2 separate regions of the Danio rerio genome follow, and region 2 is linked to region 1. The links are chromatin contacts, called in public HiChIP or PLAC-seq maps. All regions are on one chromosome and are shown on one strand. The core of a region is the stretch at or near the end of the contact, and the rest is flanking DNA. Distances in the headings are between cores, read along the strand shown.

Region 1 (5,261 bases), core at 2,037-4,536:
CCATTCTAAGACCCGCTTTATATCAAACATCTATCAGGCAGTGAAGATTACTTATAAAGAAAGATGAAAAAACAGAAGAGAAAACAGATATTAAATGTGGCAATTTTGTAATGGAAAGGCAGTTCACCAGAAGCTGTCAGCTTGGCTGGCTGAAAATAAAAAGTCTGTGTTCATCTACCCCATTGATGAGTGTAAAGCACTTGTATGCCACAACAAAGTTGTAATTACAAATTAGAAACTCTGAGTTTCCAAACAAGAGTAGCATCTGACTGAATTTAATTATTATTTGTCATTAACAATAAAACCACACTACAACATGTTTTATGCAGTAACAATGAACTATTGGTGGTTCTTAGTATTTAGATCACATTATTTTTTACAAACTATCAATTATTGTTTTCTCCCTGTGGAGAAGGTGAATGGAGTTTCCAAGACTGTTGGGATCTTTATTCCTGTCCTTTAGGCATAGAAACAACTGTGGTCTTCTGGCCTGTCAGACTAAAGGAAAGTGGCCGTGTGTTGTTTTTCCGCTTCGAGCTTTGGGACTGTGGTGAAAGTGCCATGCGTAGATTTGACCACATGTTGCTGGTGAGCAGTCATTTACATTTCCTTTTAACTACATCTTCTGCTTCACTGTTAATGTATAATGTTGTCGACCTTTTCTCCTCAGTCCTGTAAGGAAAAGGTGGATGCCATCCTTTTCCTGTTCTCCTTTACTGACCGTGGATCCTTTGACGATCTTACTAACCAAATATCACGGATCACAGAACCTTCAGATCGTGTGGTTAAATTGGTGGTTGGCACAAAGTATCCTTCAATGAGATGTTCAGAGTGTCTATTTGGTGTAGAATTGGGGTTTTAATTGGATAAATAAAGTTGAATAAAGTATACATAGATGTTAAAAAAGTAAACTAAAATTAAAATGGTAAAAGATTTTACCCATTTCATATTATTCAGAATATTTTACTCACTTTAAAAGTCATCTAGAATTACACAGTTGAGTTTTACAATTTCTAAATCCATTCAGCCAAATTCCAGGTCCACTTTTAGCTTAGCTTAGCATAAATGATTGAATCGGATTAGACCATTAGCATCTCGCTAAAAAAAAAAAAAGAGCTTCCATAATTTCCTTATTTAAAGCTCTTCTGTAGTCACATCGTCTACTAGGACCAACACAAAATTTAAAATTTGCTATTTTAGATGTCAATATGGCTACAAACTATTCTTCCGCAGTATTTACCAAAAGATTGGAGTGTCCTTTAATGCATGTACATCCTAGTATATAGTAAAACATATTGTGTATTGTTATTATTCTTAACGATGCAGGTTTGATTTATTTATGCACACAGACGTGACGGAGAGCGACGTGACACATTTTCAGGAGGTGTGGGGTCTTCCGGTTTTCCGTGTGGGAGGTGATGTGAGTGCTGGGCTTGGTGAGGTAGCACCTCTGCTAAATGCCCTTGCGGAAAACTTGTGGCACCAGGATTGTATGGCCGCTTCATCTGTCTCCATCTCTCCACAGGCTGCTCTCAGAGAAACAAGCTCAGAAATCATTGTATAGACCCAAATTGAGTGATGTTAACCATAACAATGGTCCCGATGTGTTTCCTGTTACATTGTTACATTTCCATAGCTTTAGAAAGTCCAAAAAGTTCCACATATTATTAAATATTCTTGCAATAGCTGTTATAACATCCAGTTATGATTGAATCTCCTCTTTTTACAGATATGAAATAGTTTGACAACAAGCAAGAAGTATTCATGGCCCAGTGACATCACCACACTGAAATGGCCTATAACTCCTACTCTAATATGACTAAATTTGTATGTGCAATATGCTGCTATATATGGAAATAAATGTTTTTTAGTTTTTACATGTTTATTAGACATTTTAGTAGTGTTAAGTGCAAATATTTTAAACAGTGACCAAAAATAAAAATGACATCTCAATAAATGAATGTGCTTGTAATTTCAGGATAGTCACAGATTTATGTGTGTATATTCAGAAAGTCAAAAATAAAAATCTGTGCTAAAGTATAAAACATTTTGTTCAATAAACCAAAGAAAACAGTACCCTTTCTAAAATAATAAGCATCCAAGCAACAGGTTTCACATCTTTGTTTCAATCCATAGTTCACAAGTTTTTTGTTGTGTGTTTTTGAGCTTTAATCATCAACAATCCACCTTTCCCTAGAAACGATGTAACTGACATTGGATCCACATCAGCTGGAAATTGGTACTTCTGTCGAATGACGTCCAAAACTGTGCCATCTGATGCCAACTGATTCATAAGTCAGGGGAAAATTTGAAAAAGACAAACCAAAAGGAGTAAATACAATATATTTTTGTTTAATGTGTTTAAGCTTTAAAATTTTTCAAAATGTTTAGGTTTATTTTGCTTACCTTTTCTGCAAAGACTTGTATTGCATTATTGGTTGAGGTTACTATAACTTCTTCCGGTGCAAACTCGCTTACATTCACTGTTAATACGTAAATATCTCCAACAGTGCAAATTTCACCCTTTGAAAAAAAAAAATCAAGCTTATGGTTAATTTATAATAATCATACAGCATTAACAAATTGTTTGCAGAGGTGTTCAAACTAGACTTTAAACAACACTCACCTTTGAAACACCTGCCATTGTAGATTTGTTAGAAAGCATAGGACAATTAATTAATCCTGTTCTTTTTCTAAACAAAAAGACTTTAATGGTTCATAAACGTTTGATGCTGGTTTTCTCTGTGTTTTTGTTTAGAACAATGCAGTACTTGCTTTTATACCCCTGGTTGTGTTTGGGGTTCTGGGTGAGGCTAGAATTGATGTCTATGTGCAGAATGTGTCATATGAGAAAGAAGAGGTAATTTTGTAGTGTGATATTAATATCCTCTTTGAAATTAACTGTAAAAACACTCAAAAATTGTAAAGGAAACTGAATGTAATAATGATTAACTGCAAATGTGGTTTCATAATTACTAAAAATTAAGGGTAAGCCTTGCTAGAAATGAAAAACAGTATATGGAGAACTCATGTGAAATTCTGCATCCTCGTTACAGCTGTCATTTCAGTACTAAATTACTAGAATAACCTCGTTGTTTTTCGTGTACGTAATGGAAGGTTAATATACAGAGCGTATAATAAATCACCCTAACCAACAAAAACTTCCTTCCAACCTCAACGTCAGCCTAAATCGTAATGGGACTTTTATTCTGAAAACATTCGCAGGGGTGGTGGCCATTTTGTAAGTCACCTTGCTAGTTCTAGCTTCATCTCGTCTTTCGTAATCCAGTTCATTGACCAGTTCTGTCGGCGGGCTTTTTTAATGTGACAGAAATACACATCTGAAAACCATTTTCGGTCAACAAAATTTTCACGACACACTCGCAACGCACAAGACTGTTTAACCAGAACCCAAACTTGTCGCTGTTTTAACGAAACGATCCCGTCGCGCCTGGCCAGGCAAGAAAGGCCACAATGAAGCTCACAGACAGTGTGCTGAGGAGTTTCAGGGTTGCGAAGGTTTTCCGAGAGAACTCCGACAAAATAAACTGCTTTGACTTCAGTTCAAATGGAGAAACTGTAATATCGAGTAGCGACGATGACTCGATTGTCTTGTACGACTGCCAGGAAGGAAAGTAAGTCGCTTGTAGTTTATTCGATGTGGTTGTCCTGCAACTGACTGTTTCGTTTTAATTCAGCGTTTGTTGTGTTTTATGTAAGTTACTGAAATGGGATAAATACCTAGATCTATTGCTATAATGTTAATCGTGACAATTATTGCCTATTTATATCGAGTGTTGTGTTTTGAATGCGTTTGTGTGTACAGTTAGCGGTCTCTTATTTGTAATTCGGATCTTTCAAGTGAATCACTTGAACTGAATCACTGAGCTTCGTTCCGTTTTTTAGCTGTTTCCGTTCTTCATTTAGTATTATGTCTTAAAACTGCTGAAAATTATCTGCAACAAAATTTGAGATTTAAAAAAACTTTTTTGTTTTATTGCTTTGTTGTTATGTAACTTGATACATTTACTTGATATGCGTTTAATTTGCGAGAGAACTTGAACAGATTTTATTTTAAGGTGAAACATGACTTATTTATTTGGATTAAGTGTTTTTGTTTGACTTTTTTGAGTCTATTACCACTTTTTTGTTAATTTTTAAATACCAAATTCTCAAAACAAGACTGTTCGTTTGCTTCGTGAATGTGTATCGATGTGTGAACCTTTAACGTTAGATGTTTGTACTGGAAAGCAAGAAAAAAAATATGCTATAGTAAAACCTTTTGCAGCCATGTTCTTGTTTTGAGTCTAGTTGTTTATTTTAAATCATTATCTTATATTTTCTTTTCTAAAACCCTAACCATTCGTAACGTAGCGACATAAAAAAAATCGCCATATCTTGAACCGATTCTTTCAAATCAGCTCTTTGAAAAAACTGATTCTCTGAAATGAATCTAATGTACAGACGCGTGCTAACTGTTAGCATCCACGCCTCCTAAAATAATCGGCCGCCTCCTGACTGTAAAATCAAATTATGTTATGAATTTTTGCATGTTATTTATCTAATAAACCAGATTAACCTTTTCCCTCTTTAAATCAGACCCAAACGGACGCTTTACAGTAAGAAGTATGGTGTGGATCTCATCAGATACACCCATGCAGCCAACACAGTCGTCTACAGCTCTAACAAGATTGACGGTAGGACTCTTTACCAAACCTTAGTGTGATAACGTGCTGTTTTTCCCCCAGCAAATTCCATTATTTTAAGCTTTAGGGATGAAATGCTTATTCACTGAGCCCTTTTTAACTTGTTTTATTAAATTTCTCAATGTTATGAGTGTTATTTTTCACCTTACATTTTCATAATTATGTTTTCATAATAAGTGTATGCATCCGTTTCTATGTAATCTTGTACACATTAGTTAAATAACAGGTTTTTCCTAAGCTTTACTACTGGTATTTGTGTATGGCTGTTTATCCTTGCCTGTTCTGGGTTGAGGTAGTTGTTTGTACAGTTTTTAGGGTCTGTTATTCTGCCCTGTTAAGGAGCTAACTGTACAGACTACTGCCTTGCCCAGGGTTGAGCCCACTCATCTGACATGGTATACAGTACATGTTTATATTTTTTCTAATAAAATCTTGTTCTAGTTGTTATATTTTGACACATTTGTGCTGTCACAGATACTATACGATACCTGTCTCTACATGACAATAAGTACATTCGCTACTTTCCTGGACACAATAAAAGGTGAGGAATTGTGC
Region 2 (5,261 bases), core at 1,406-3,905, 580 kb after region 1:
ATATTTTTATCCATGGTTATCATATCGTCAGAATTTTAAACCGGCCCATGCCTAGTACCAGATCATTCCCAGAACCAGAGTGTCATTTTCTTTTACCTTGACACTTCATGGAAAATCCTCCCTATTTTTTTTTTCTTCATCCCACTTAACATCTCTATATGCTAATGAGGGCACAACATAATCTTGACCATCCTTCTTGCCAATTTACAGATTGTTTTCACCCAACAGATGTACAATTTTTGTTGTTGCACAAATTGGTTTGTTGACCTTCATAGATCAATGAAGTTGCTGGACATTACTAAAGCTATTGTTTTTGTACTATTGTTGTTTTGTCAGTGGGAGTCAAATGACTCATACCTGATTGTGTCACGGGCTTCCCACAAACACCCAACCATCCCCTGACCCACACACACTTTATCCCACTATGCTAGAAATCTGAAAACACGTTTTATTTTTTCCTCCACCAAATTAAAATGAATGACCTGCTGTCATGTCATCTTGTGCTCTGCTGTTCTCAATTATCCTCACGTGGTTCCCAGCTCACAACATTCAGTGAAAGAACACATCATGAGCTGCTCTCACCTTTCAGTTGCTTTGCTTTTTTTGATGATCCTCCAATCAGGGTTGAGATTTGAACATCTGGACATGCTTTCACGCAGTGGAAACGTTGCTAAAATAAGTGCGCTGCAATCCCATTTGAGGCCTGAGATTTAGCACTCAACATCTCAGGTGTGGATCAGGATCCCTCAAAAAGTAAAAAGCTTCGACTCCAAGAAGCAAAGTTCATACAGGTTACACTTTCTATCTAACAAAACCTTGGTGAAGCAAAAAAGATATGGTCCCACCTGCTCTTCCAGTTTCCAGCAGTGTTGATCAGTATTCGCACCACTTAAGCCGGTGTCTGTCGGGATGCTCTTCCACACTGTGTCCGGTGCTGTGAAGGGCTGTGACTGTCACACATTGTGTCTCTGTGATTTTTTCTTCCTCTTTCAAACAGACACATACTCCTCTGTCCTCCAGAGTGCCTGTCATCCCCTGGGTCCAAACGCACACCACTCAAACACAAGATGTTTTTATGGCCTACTGTAAGTCATCTGGCCACTTATAAAGATCCATTTTTAAAGCATATTGGGCATTTGCACAGATATAAAGATGCAACAATAATAAATATTACCTTGTGGGAGCAAATATTTTTTAGGCAAGAGCACTCTCTTGAGGAGACAGTTCTGAAGTACAGTATACTAGGCTTCTTTAGGAGCTTCGTCAAGTATGTCTTTAGCTTTAGTCGTTTTTTATTATTGTATTGTTTTAATCGCACATCCCCTCTACAGTTTTCAGTTCGGGACACTGTGGAGGCCAGTTCAAGACTTTCAGTAGCCCGATTGTCTTTACAGATTGACAGAAAACAGAGGTTTTAAAAATTTTGATAGAAAACTATTGCAAAATTATGACTTTCCATTAACAGATGTTTTTTTTTTCTTTTGCTATACATAATTCAAAAAAATCATGACAGCAGGAGTTGGTAGGATTATCTATGTGCGGTATTTAGGAATATGCCATTCATATTCGGAAACTAAAAACAGGAAACTAAAGCTAGAATTAACATCCAGTCAGCAGAATTGAAAAAGCTGCAAGGATTGACAAGATCAGAATTCAGCTATTATATTCAGATATTCAGGGTGATCATTTGGATAAACAACATCACAGTATTCATCGTGTCTTGTATCAGTTTTTCAAGCAGCTGCTGGCGGTGAAGTGAAGACTATTTCCTCGGTATACTCTGGACCCCTTAGTACTAAGTGAACATTGTGTAATCATTACAGATACTATAGGGCTGCACAATAGTTTTAGCATCAATATCCCACTGTACATCGGCAACAGATACATTGCACAAACTGCAACGTTGAATTGGGAATATAGTTTCTAAGATAGTTTCTACCAGATTCTTACTATAATGGAGCAAAAGTTGATCATTTACACAGGTTTTAAGGCCTGTTACTGTCTTATGACTATTTATTGAATTAATTATAAAAGTAAATCTATGCAGTGCTATTTAACATTTGATTACTTAACTTCTGTACCTGAATTCTTACCAAAAGCTATTTTAGTCTGGTGAAACTGTATTCATATTAATATTCATTCATTTTCTTTTTTTTAATAGCGCATGTCTTTGGACTTTGGGGAAAACCGGAGCACCTGGAGGAAACCCACGCTAACACGAGGAGAACATGCAAACTCCACACAGAAATGCCAGCTGACATAGCCGGGGCTCGAACCAGTGACCTTCTTGCTGTGAATCGATCGTGCTACCCACTGCGCCACCGTATTGCCCCCATATCACAATATATATCACAGTAAAACAAAACATTGCAATGCTGCAGCCATTCTGAACATCACAATTTGACCAATACCATGTCTTTATCACCACAGAGTTCTATCTTTGAGAGTTCTAGCATGATAACACACCATGTGAACATCTTAAACTGGATTTTTAAAAATGTCAGTGGCTTCACTATTTTAAAATGTTTACAGTTCACAGATCTTAGTCCAATAGAGCACTTTTGAGATTTGCTGGACCAAGAGATTCACATCATGGATGTGCAGCTGATAAATCTCAACAACCACATGATGCTGAATCTGTGATTTACAGCCCCTTCTTGAATATATGCCACAAGGAATTTAGGCAAACCTTTGTAGTTTGAAAAAAGTGACATCTACTGGCCATAAAGAAACACAACATAGCAAGATAATAAGTATAATGATTTATTATCTTCAGATTGTTTAAGTGCCAAGTCCTCACATTAACATTTATGTTGGAACTTCAAAACTCACCATAAGATGTAAAAAAAAAAGATAACTATGAAGATAAGTAACTTTAAGTATAAGTATATAAGAAAAGATAACTATAAACAAACAATACAGTATGTTGCATTTGTGCATGTATAAGACCTTTCCTTTAACATCAAGCAAATATATAAGGGTCCAGAGCATCACATTACCTTCACAAGCTATGCTTTTCAGCAATGAGTCAGCAAGTCACATGCACATTACTGTATTGATTAGTGCAAAATTAAACTTTAAAAACAAAAAACAATTACAATATTTTATCTGTCTTCATTTCCCCCTAAATTACTATAGATATATGTATATATACATATATGCTCCCTGACTCAAGTTTTTATAAATGCTTAAAGATGTTTAAACACATGTAATAACTTGTTGTTCTGACACTACTGAAACCAGTAAATCTGTTTTGAACTTGAATAAGATATTGCAGAAAATAAATGATAAAAGACATTTAAACTTCACTCAGGGATATGACAAAATGAGCAAACATATTGTAAGATCACACTAAGGTTTACAGTACATAAAAACGTTGTTGTGTACTGTAGCTTTCAAAAACAGAACTTCAATGAATTTCCAACTCAGTAATTACCTCAAACATTCAGCACTTTATACGAGCGAAACCACATATCAGAAGTGGCTTTTATAAGTGGCTGTGCTGTATGTAGATACAGTTTCTTGATTTGCATCTCTAGTAATAATTAAACTTCAACTCCAAGAGGTATCGGATGCGGCACTGGCTTTCCTTATAGATGAGGTACTCACTGTTGTAGAAATGACTTCCCTCGTATTGCTGCTGTTTTATGGCTTTTCCCTGAGGAACCACCACCTTTTTACCATCAAGTTCAATGAAGACATCTTTTGAAGGATCTAAACAAGAAAAAAGACTTAAACTTTGCCAAGAACTCATGTTTTATATTATGTCTAGTAATGGAAATTTTTTATTTAATTATATAAAAAATAAAAATAAAAATAACCTGGTTCTTGGTTTCCACGTGCAATTACACTGTCATAGCCAGCGGGTGCCTTTCTTAAGCTGGGATCGTCCCGTGTGATGGTGTACTCCTTTCCCAAAGCAACTTCATTTAGAAACATGATGCCAATTTTGTTTGATGGACGCACTGCAAACACAAAACAGAAGTTACAAAAAATCTGATTAAAAGTGCCTGTTATTAATGTCTACTACATTACCATGTTTTGTAAACTGGAAATACGGGTTGACTTTAACTTTTTTTGATCACCCGCCACTGTGTGGCTAGTAGTTTTTCAATATTACTAGCCATTTGCCAATTTCACTAGCCATAATTTTGCTGTTGGGAAAATATATTTTATATGCATAAATTTGACTTTGGTATGCTAAAATGACTTGATTTATATGTTGTGTTATGTCCACATGCCTCCTTATTAATCACACGTTTTTGTGTGTTGTATATGAGCTTGCTTAATGAACATGAGCAACTGGGTTGTGCTTTCAAAGTGTTTCACATGACTTTTCAGGGTTCAACATTAAGAATTTACCTATATTTTTGTTTTATTGCCACACCTAATATAAATAAACAAATAACTAATTCAACATAATTTCTACACATTTTAACTACTTTTAAAAAATAAAAACAAGGTAAATATAGCTGTGTACATGCACTTTTTACTAATAAAAAAATTATTTAAAAAATTACATTTAAAAAACTATTGTTATATATCTAAATCGATATCCTATTAAACCAATGTTAATGTAAAGGATGTTAATTAAACCTGAAATAAAAAATAATTCTAACCAAAAGAAAGCAGGTGAAAAATACTATGTGTGATATTGAAATGATTAACACCTCTACACAGTTAACGTTAAGCCCATTAACAATCTGTTCAAAGAATGGTTAAAGTGAAAGCGGCAATAGCTGCTGCTTACAAAAAGACATTTTTAAAAAGAATTTGGAGCTCTTGAAAGCAGCAAAAATGTGGGTGGAGGAGCATCATTTTTTTTCTATTTTAAAGAAAAGCAATCACAAAAGTTGCGTTTGCAGGCATGGTTGCTTCACACAAGGAAACGGGAGTGTGTAAGCTTTATAAACACTTGCGCGCATCACATCAGCCTTGCATGCGATAATAAAGCCCTCATCTGTGAAAAAAGCCGGCATCTCGCCATGAGCGTGATCATCTTCTCATTCGGTATTCACCTGCTTTCTTTTGCTCACACGAACTGTTATTTTGTCAGTCATGCTGCTTCTCGATGAATTACATCTTAAAATTGATTTTCAACCAGCCAAACTGGCTAGTGGGATTGACAAAAAAAGAATTATGTAGTGCATTTTTCACACATCATTATATTGGTGATCTTAGCTAAAATGTACTTACACTGAAACTAATCATTTGTTATGTGCATACTGTGTAAATACAAGTTTTTACATTGAACTTATGAT

The links. HiChIP or PLAC-seq counts read pairs in DNA pulled down with a chosen protein or histone mark.
Region 2: a contact with region 1 is called in an H3K4me3 HiChIP or PLAC-seq map of gastrula embryo, with 5 times the contacts expected there. The contact joins the promoter of gpr61l here to the promoter of wdr82 in region 1. A contact is called at or near these places in 2 of 4 datasets of contacts at active chromatin or transcription factors (embryo and gastrula embryo).

The regions. Positions count from the first base shown.
Region 1 is chr6:44,005,947-44,011,207 of GRCz12tu, forward strand. wdr82 (WD repeat domain 82) reads left to right here and starts at 3,287. Exons shown (of 9, transcript NM_001166268.1): 1 at 3,287-3,635; 2 at 4,600-4,697; 3 at 5,181-5,247. The coding sequence starts at 3,475. It overlaps cplane2 (ciliogenesis and planar polarity effector 2), which reads left to right. Exons shown (of 5, transcript NM_001004649.1): 3 at 464-588; 4 at 671-807; 5 at 1,327-2,038. The coding sequence ends at 1,564. LOC100536148 (a long non-coding RNA gene) reads right to left here and starts at 3,812. Exons shown (of 3, transcript XR_002459111.3): 1 at 2,627-3,812; 2 at 2,407-2,523; 3 at 1,870-2,284. mirlet7j (microRNA let7j) reads left to right here and starts at 4,992; the gene lies at 4,992-5,074.
Region 2 is chr6:44,584,313-44,589,573 of GRCz12tu, forward strand. gpr61l (G protein-coupled receptor 61-like) reads right to left here and starts at 2,656. Exons shown (of 3, transcript XM_073954411.1): 1 at 846-2,656; 2 at 583-745. parp3 (poly (ADP-ribose) polymerase family, member 3) reads right to left here. Exons shown (of 11, transcript NM_200501.1): 10 at 3,822-3,965; 11 at 2,750-3,714. The coding sequence ends at 3,536.